Linked DNA regions of Canis lupus: region 1 is linked to region 2. Evidence: chromatin contacts called from public Hi-C data. All regions are on one chromosome and are shown on one strand. Each heading gives the region's core, a stretch centred on a gene start, on an enhancer-like site or on the middle of the called end of the contact. The rest is flanking DNA. Distances are from core to core; before and after follow the strand shown. Region 1 holds the start of MRPS25 (28S ribosomal protein S25, mitochondrial). Region 2 holds the start of CCDC174 (coiled-coil domain-containing protein 174).

Region 1 (4,364 bases), core at 758-3,257, 400 kb before region 2:
GATCCAATAGTCAATATCGTCTGGCCTTCAATAAAGAATTACAAGCATGCTAAAAGGCAAGAAAAAAAAATACCAGTTTGATAAGACACAGCAAGCATCAGAACCAGACTTCTATGACACAGATGTTGTCTGTGTCTGTGTTGTCTTCTATGACACAGATGTTCAGACAGAAAATTTAACTGATTAATAAGGAGTGAATGGTAAAAATAAATAGCATGGAAGAACGTATGGGTAATATAAGTAGAGATAGGAAAACACTAAGAAATAGACAACAGGAAATGTTAAAAATCAAAAACACTAACAAATGAAGAATGCCTTTAATGGGCTCATCAGAATACTGGACACAACTGTGAAAGAATCAATAAGCTTGAAGATAGGTCTTTAGAAACTTCCCTAACTGAAATGCTAAGAGAAAAAAGAATGAAAAACAAATCTAGGACAAAACATCCCAAAACAATGTGACAATTTCAGAAGATGTAATATACATAACTGGAACACCAGGAAAAAAAAAAAAAGGAATAGGGCAGCCCGGGTGGCTCAGAGGTTTAGCGCCGCCTTCAGCCCAGGGCGTGATCCTGGAGACTAGGGATCAAGTCCCACATCGGGCTCCTTGCATGGAGCCTGCTCCTCCCTCTGCCTGTGTCTCTGCCTTTGTCTGTGTGTCTCTCATGAATTAAAAAAAAAAAAAAAAAGAATAAATGGAGAAGAAATATGAGGTAACGATGGCCGAAAGCCTTCCAAAATTAATGACAGATTCAGGAAGCTCAGAGTAGGACCAATATCACACAGGATAAATATAAAATATCTATACATAGGAATTTTTTAAGATTCATTTATTTTTTAGCTCCTGGGTGGCTCAGTGGTTAAGCATCTGCCTTCAGCTCAGGTCATGATCTCATGGTCCTGGGATAGAGCCCCGTGTGGGGCTCCCTGCTCAGCGGGAAGTCTACTTCTCCCTCTCCCTCTGCCACTCCCCACCCCCCAACTCGTTCTCGCTCTCATAAATAAACAAACAAATAAAATCTATACAAAAATCATTTATTTGAGAGAAAGTGTGCGTGAGAGGAGGGGCAAAGGAAGAGGGATAATCTCAAGCAGAGTCCCTGCTGAGCACAGAGCTCCATTTAGGGATGGATCTCAGGACCCTGAGATCATGACCTCAGGGGAAACCAAGAGTCAGCCTTAACCTACCCCGCGACGGAAGCCCCATCCATATGTAGATATATCTTATTCAAGCTGCATAAACCAAAGACAAAGAGAAAACCTTGAAAGAAGCCAGATTAAGAAATTATTTTACAGAGAAAACTAAGAGTTATGGCTACTTCTCAGGAACATGCAAGAAGAGAGGATAAAATCAAGTGTTGAAAGAAAACCCCTACCCACCTAGAATTCTGTATCTGGCAAAACTATTCTCCAAAACTGAAGGAGAAGTGAAAACTTTTCCAGATCTGTAAGCATACTTCGGAAATGCATCTCCTCTATCTTTTATTTCTGAAACAAATTGTAGTCCAGGGTTGTTAGGTGGGTAAACCAGGAAAGGGGTCGTTTCCAAACTTGCCTTTCCCCCTCCCTTTTGCAAATTATTTATTGTGATAAGTGTTAGAAACTGCACCCTGGAAACATTTTTTTTTTCTTCCCCCCCCCCCCCCCCCTGCAAACATTTCATTTTGAATCCGGAGAAGCTGAGCGAGAGAAACGGGCTTACTTGACGCTGAAGCGCAAGTTAGTAGCCACTTGGCATCTGAACGCAGCTCTCCTGACTTATTTCCAGCTGTCATTCTGTTGTCTGAGCTTGAGCCTAGTTAAAACTATCTTCCCTGGCGGTGCGGGGGGATGGGGAGAGGCGAATTTACGGAGGGCGAAAAGCAAACGATCTGGGAAGGTGTTCTAAATCCGCGCTCCGCCCCTAAGCCGACGCAAGCCGGGACTACAACTCCCAAGCTGCTCCGCGGCGGGAGCGGAGGGAGACGGCCCCGTGCGCCTGCGCGGTAAGCGGAGACCAGCCGGGAGGCGAAGCGGAGCGAGGGCCGCCGGGCCTGCGCCGTTGGCTGCTGCTGGGCTTCTCAGCCGCTGGGCCCGCCGCCGCCGCCGCCGCCGCCATGCCCATGAAGGGCCGCTTCCCGATCCGCCGCACCCTGCAGTACCTGGGCCAGGGGGACGTGGTGTTCAAGGACTCCGTGAAGGTCATGACGGTGAACTACAACACGCACGGGGAGCTGGGCGAGGGCGCCAGGTCAGTCGGAGCCCTCGGAGGCCGCCCCGGGCCGCGCGGACCGGCCGTGCGCGCTGTAATGACGTGCGGGTGACGCTGAGCCCGGCGCGGCCCTGGGTGCCACCCGAGCCCGACGCGGGCCTCCTGAGTGGGTGCCGTTGGCCCCACTTCACAGACGAGGAGACTGAGGAGCAAGCAGCCTGCTCCAGGTTCCGCAGCAGGAAGAGGACCGCAGGGCCACGCTGTGCCAGCCGCAGTCGCGACTGAGGTGGGGGAGCGGAGGGCAAGGGCCTGTCCCCGTCCCCCATCTCCCCTCCTCTCCCCCGGCGGGGGACCCGGCCGACCGGGCGGACCCGGGAGGCCGGAGCCTCGGAGCCTCCTCGACCCCCCGCTACCTGTGCCTGGCGGGCGAGCGGTGGTGGTGGTGGTGGGGGGGGGGGTGCTGCGGCGCACGTTCCGCCCTGGATGGGCCACTTGCGCCTCGTCATCGGCCCCCGCTGCGATGTACCTACGTCCAGAGCCGCTGCGGGGATGCACTGAAGGAAGTGACGGCTGCTAGCCCTTCTGGGCCCTTCTGTGCGCCTCGTGGCGCGTGAGTGTCGGTCGTGCATTCTCCCATGTGACGTTCACGGAAGCCGCATGGTTTTCCCCGTCCTAGGGACGGAGAGACCCAGAGCTGTTAGGTAACTTGCTTGCCCAGGTACCACGCCGGCTGGTGAGTGGTGGTGAGTGGCAGCGGCGAGCCTGCTCCTCCACGGCAGGGCGCATCCCCCTTACAGTCCATTACGTCCGTCAGCTGTGCAGCCCCGGGCTCCTTACCCCGCCCCGCCTTCCCCACCTTAAACTCCGTGAGGTGGTTTTTCTACCTGGAGCGGAGCGGGAACTCCTCCAATGGAAGCTTAGAAACGTTTGAATAGAACCTTGGGCAGGAGCGGGGCTTGGGGCTTTGGGTTTTGGAGGTATCCAGTGTAAATGTACAGAGTGCCTAGTGACCGCTTGGCCCCGTGCTGTGAGCTGGGAATTCTGCAGTGCCTCATCCTTCAGAGGCTTTGGGACTGTGTGTATGGGGTGGATCAAAGTGGGGCGGGGGGAGTGCTTCCAGTAGGGTAAGGCCCCCCATGGTGGGGTGCCTTTGCTGTACAGCTGTTCAGGATAGCTGGGAGCTGCCTCCAAGCCACTTGTCCACGGGTGAAGCCAAGACCTTGTACCTGCTTGAATAGGATCAGCTGGGCTGAGGGCTTCTGGAAGACCTGGGGTGAATGGGCACCCAGATGCTCCTTCCTAACCCACTTTGCATCCCATTGATTCACACTGGGAGTCCGCAGAGGCTAGGCAGTACCAGGAAGGCGGGAGGCAGTCTGGGTGGGGCCCGCTCCAGTTGGAAAACGGGCACTATCAGGAGGGGCCATTCACTGCTTGGCTACAGCTTAGTTATGTGGGCTCCATGGAGAATTTCTGACTTGTCAAGAAGCCAGAAATTCAGATTTTTATATAGATCTCTGGTTTTTAAATGAGCAGTCTATCAAAATAGGCCTACAGGCCTTATCCTTGGATGTTCACATACTTTAATACCCTGGAGGGACATAGGAACCATGCAGCCATTCTGAGCTTCATTGTTCTGAATGGTAAAGGCTTGCCCTTAGGGATTTCGTGCCCTTGGGTTGGAGTCTACCTGACTTGCTCTTTCCAGCCCCACAGGCCTTTGCTTGTTCATGTGCCCTTGGCATTTCAACTGTCCCTCCCTGGATTGCCTCCATTCCAAGTGCCAGTATACAACCCTAGGCCAGCCATACTCTTGAGTGTCTGCTGGGTGTGTGAGGGCCAAGTCCCTGCTCACCTCTGCCAGATATTCTTGCCCTTCAGGTGCAATAAGAAAAGTAATAGCTGCTAGCATTTATTGAGTACTGTGTCCAGCCTGAGTCTTAGGATCTAGATGAATTTGGTAACTTGATAGTGACAGAAGAGTGTGGTTGAAGTCCAACGGCACATAGCCCTCGTTCTTTCATTTACTGGTTGTGTGACCTAGGGCAGTTTACTTACCTTTTCCGACCTGTTTGCTTAGTTATAAAACCCCACCCTGCAGGGTCGTTGTGAGGCTTCAGGTGTTAAAATGCCAAACAAGATGTCTGGCCATGTACAGCAGGTGCTCAAC
Region 2 (4,223 bases), core at 1,230-3,729:
AGCTCTGCTGGCAATGTATTTCTAATCTTCAACACTGGACTAAGGGGAAAGTGATTGGCAAAGTAAATGAAGTCTGCATCTGTTGGATTCAGATTGAAATTACAACACTGAACAAACCCCTTCTCTCTGCCTGACACCGTACTTGGCTTTTTCATACTGTAACCTCTCTTAATCTTCAAAATTTATTATTTCTGCAGAAAAATATCTTTGCCCAGTAACTGAGCGCTGAAGAACAGGATACAAACATGAAATAGATACACTCTTGCCTCAAACAGTTAAAATCTAATAAAAAAAGGGTAACTTATAATACCAGTAAAATGTAATAAAGACTTTAAGAGCAGAAGAAAACAGGGGCACCTGACTGGCTCAGTCAGTGCAGCATGAGACTTGATTTGGGGTTGTGAGTTCCAGCCCCACATTGTGTGTAGAAATTACTTAAAAATAAAACCTTTAAAACAGGGGTGAGGGTGAAGAAAGCAGCATAAAAGTTCAGCTACAGGAGCATTTCCTTCTGTCCAGAATGATCAGAGACAACTCTGAGCTGAGCCTTAAAAGGTGCGAAAGAGGCTCCTGGGTGGCTCAGAAGACTCTTGATGATTTGAGGGTCGCGAGTTTGAACCCCATGTTGGGTATAGAGAGTACTTAGTAAAAAAAGACAAGATTTCAACAGCTAGAAATAACATGGTCTGAGTGAATGAGAAGAACTCCAAATTTATGCATGTTCTAGAAATTGGAAGTTTAGCTGAATCATACAGTTCAAGAACAGCAAAGGCCAGGGCAAAGCGAACAGGGAAGTTGGGGTGAACTACCTCTCACTTGTACCAATCAGCACTGTCTACTCTGCAAAGAAAGATAAAATGAAAAGTCCAGATCCAACTCCCTATAAATTAGATACTTACAAAGCACAGCATCACAGACTGAGTTTTAAGGGAAATCAAAATGACTGAGTTCAATGATTTCTATTTTGGAAGACATCAATCTAAAAGCAGCTGTTGTAGGGATTTAATAAGGACAGTTTCATCCCAGGACCTAATATTTAATATTTTAAATTTCTAAACACAAAAACTTTAGTCCCCCTTCTAAGCCTTCTTAACCACAACGATTTTCTAGCCACACATTTTCCTCTTCTACGACTTTTTTTTTAAATTTTTATTTATTTATGATAGTCACAGAGAGAGAGAGAGAGAGAGGCAGAGACACAGGCAGAGGGAGAAGCAGGCTACATGCACTGGTAGCCCGATGTGGGATTCGATCCCGGGTCTCCAGGATCGCGCCCTGGGCCAAAGGCAGGCGCCAAACCGCTGCGCCACCCAGGGATACCTTCTACGACTATTTTTGAGTTTTAAAATGAAGATACTGGGATCCCTGGGTGGCTCAGCAGTTGAGCGCCTGCCTCAATTTACAGTAAATTGAAGATCAAATAAGATTAGGCAATTTGCTCCAATGTAACAGAAAAGGCAGTGGTTTGGAGACAAAGAGCCTCGAGTGCAACAGTTCTAACACTAAGAATTCTGTATGTCAAGCTGGGGAAAGCCACGCTCCCTTACTGGGCCTCGGATTTATCAGCTATAAAACAGGGATCTGGGGCGCCTGGGTGGCTCAGTGGTTGAGGGTCGGCCTTGGGCTCAGGTCGTGATCCCAGGATCGAGTCCCACATCGGGCTCCCTGCACGGAGCCCGTGTCTCCCTCTGCATGTGTGTGTGTCTCATGAATTAATAAAACCTTAAAAAAAAAAAAAAAAAAAAAGAACCTCAGACCAGGGATATTAATAGCACCTGCTCTTTAAAGCAGCCGAGACGATCAATGAGTAGTGCACAGGCTCGTACTCGGCAGGTTTCTTCCTACGAGCAGCTGGTTTCATGAAACCGCTCACATCCGGCTAGACCCGCGGGTGCGAGACCAACTGGTAACTCCTGGCCGGGACGCCGGGCGCTCTCGGATCCCGGCGAGGACCCTGCTGGTCCCCAGCCCGGAAAGGAAGCGAGGACCGGGGCCGGGTCTGCGCAGCAAGCGGGGGAGACCAGGCTGGCCCGGACGCCGGGCACGGCTGTCGCACAGCGAGGCAGCGACATTCTTGAGGGGGGCAACACCCGTCAGGGCTGGATCTAGAGGGCCTCGTGGTCCAAGGGCACGTCCGAGGGAGAGGCCAGACACAGGGTCCTGCAGGTCAGGAAGTGGGCCCGGGGCCGCAGCCGGGACAGCCGGGTCCCAGCTGTTTGAGGGAAGGCCGGGTTGGGTCTCCGCACGGAAGAAACAAGGTCGAGATGCTTGTGTGGTGGAGGGGAGGAGAACTCGGAGCCCCGTGGCATCAGTGTACCCGCACTCACCGAGGAGGCCGTAACATCCAAGGGCTTTTTCCTCCGGTCCATCGTGGCGCCCGAGCGTCCGAGCGCAAAGCGCGACCCGGAACGGCCTCCCGCGGGCCGCAAACGCCCGCGATCGGCACCACCGGAAGTGCCTGTTAGAACAGCGACGAGAGTTTACGACTCTGGCGCCATCTTGGAAAGGTCCGGGTGTTGTGCGTCGTGCGCCTGCCACCATTTTGAGAGAGTCAAAGAATGCCCAGTGTTAAGGTAAGACCGTCCTGAATCTGAATAGAGAGGAAGGTTAACAAGGACTTGGTGTTGGCGCCATCTTGAGAAGGGCGGAAGTGGATTTCAGCGCAACGGGCGCCATCTTGAGTGGTATGGATTGGGGGCGGGGAGGGCGCCATGTTGGGGAGGGCGTAATGAGCCCAAACCCTCTTGGTGATGAAGAGAAAGATGGCTTGGTAGGACTGGAAAGATCTAAATGACACTTGAAGACCCGCAGTACGACCGGCGTTGTGTGGCGCTTCTCACATGTTAACTTATGTGATCAAGATTTTTATATTAATCTTGGTAGAAATAACAGTAATAGGTAACATTAATATAGTGCTTACCACGTGCCACCTTACAGAGTTCGGCTGATAAGAACATGAGCTCCAGGGGCCAGTTTTCTGGCTACGTGACTTTGGGAAAGTTACTTCACTTCTCTGTGCCTCATTTTCCAACGGGGAATAAAATGGTATCTACTTCGTGAGATTTAACGAGAGTGAGATGAGTCAAGCGAGCTCGTCTTGATAAAAATGTTAATGATCTGGGTTAGACAGACTGATAACCCTCCCCGCCAAAGATGTCCACCCTTAGTAGTCCCCAGAACCTCTGAATATGTTACCTCCTCTGGCAAAGGGGAATTCGCAGACATGATTAAATTACAGATCTTCAGATGGGAGATTATCTGGCTGGCCCAATGTCCTCAAGAGTGCTGGTAAGGGAGGCGGAAGGACCACGACCTTGTGCTAGGGGACGCGCGCAGCCTCCGGAAGGAAAAGACAAACCCTGCTCTAGAACCTCTGGAAGGGGTGCAGCACCACCGTACCTGGACTCCGGCCTTGTAGTGTTCTGCACCTCAGTTCAACGTGTGTGGGTTTTCCCACACCACCAAGCAATTCTCCAGTGGCACCCGTGTCCTACAATTCAAATCCATCTGACATTATCTAATCGGAGCTAGCCTCAGATCCCACAGGTTAAGGGCTCGGTCCACACGACTGCCCCCACTCGGAGTCCAGGCCGTCACCTGTGCTTCTAAATTAGAGGTTCCAATGCGCCCCTCCCCTCCTTGGGTTTGATTAATTTATTAGAGCAGCTCACAGAACCCAGAGAAACATTCTACTTACTAGATTACCAGTTTATATTATAAAGGGATGTAACTCCAGAATAGTCAGATGGAAGACATGCATTAAGGCAAGGTATGCAGGAAAGGGGATGGAGGGATCCCTGGGTGGCGCAGCGGTTTGGTGCCTGCCTTTGGCCCGGGGCGCGATCCTGGAGACCCGGGATCGAATCCCGCATCGGGCTCCCGGTGCATGGAGCCTGCTTCTCCCTCTGCCTGTGTCTCTGCCTCTCTCTCTCTCTCTGTGACTATCATAAATAAATAAAATAAAATAAAAATAAAAAAAAAAAAAAAAAAAAAAAAAAAAAGAAAGGGGATGGAGATCCCATACCTTCTTTGAGGGAGCCACAAATCTCCCCAAATCTCTACATGCTCACCAACCTGGAAATTCTCCGACCTCTGTCTTTCTAGAGCATTTTTCTAGAGCGTTTTATGGAGGCTTCATTACATAGGCACAATTGATTAAATCATCAGCCATTAGTGATTGAACTCAATCTCCAGTTTCTCTTCCCTCAGTGGAGGTCAGAAGG

What was found. Hi-C and Micro-C count contacts between places; a contact is called where the count stands out from the background.
Region 1: a contact with region 2 is called in a Hi-C map of blood, with 7 times the contacts expected there. The contact joins the promoter of MRPS25 here to the promoter of CCDC174 in region 2. A contact is called at or near these places in 2 of 9 Hi-C or Micro-C datasets (both in blood).

What each region holds. Positions count from the first base shown.
Region 1 is chr20:5,223,939-5,228,302 of UU_Cfam_GSD_1.0, reverse strand. It overlaps MRPS25 (28S ribosomal protein S25, mitochondrial), which reads left to right and starts at 2,007. Exons shown (of 4, transcript XM_038565577.1): 1 at 2,007-2,233. The coding sequence starts at 2,100.
Region 2 is chr20:4,825,640-4,829,862 of UU_Cfam_GSD_1.0, reverse strand. CCDC174 (coiled-coil domain-containing protein 174) reads right to left here and starts at 2,479. Exons shown (of 11, transcript XM_038565560.1): 1 at 2,328-2,479. The coding sequence starts at 2,369.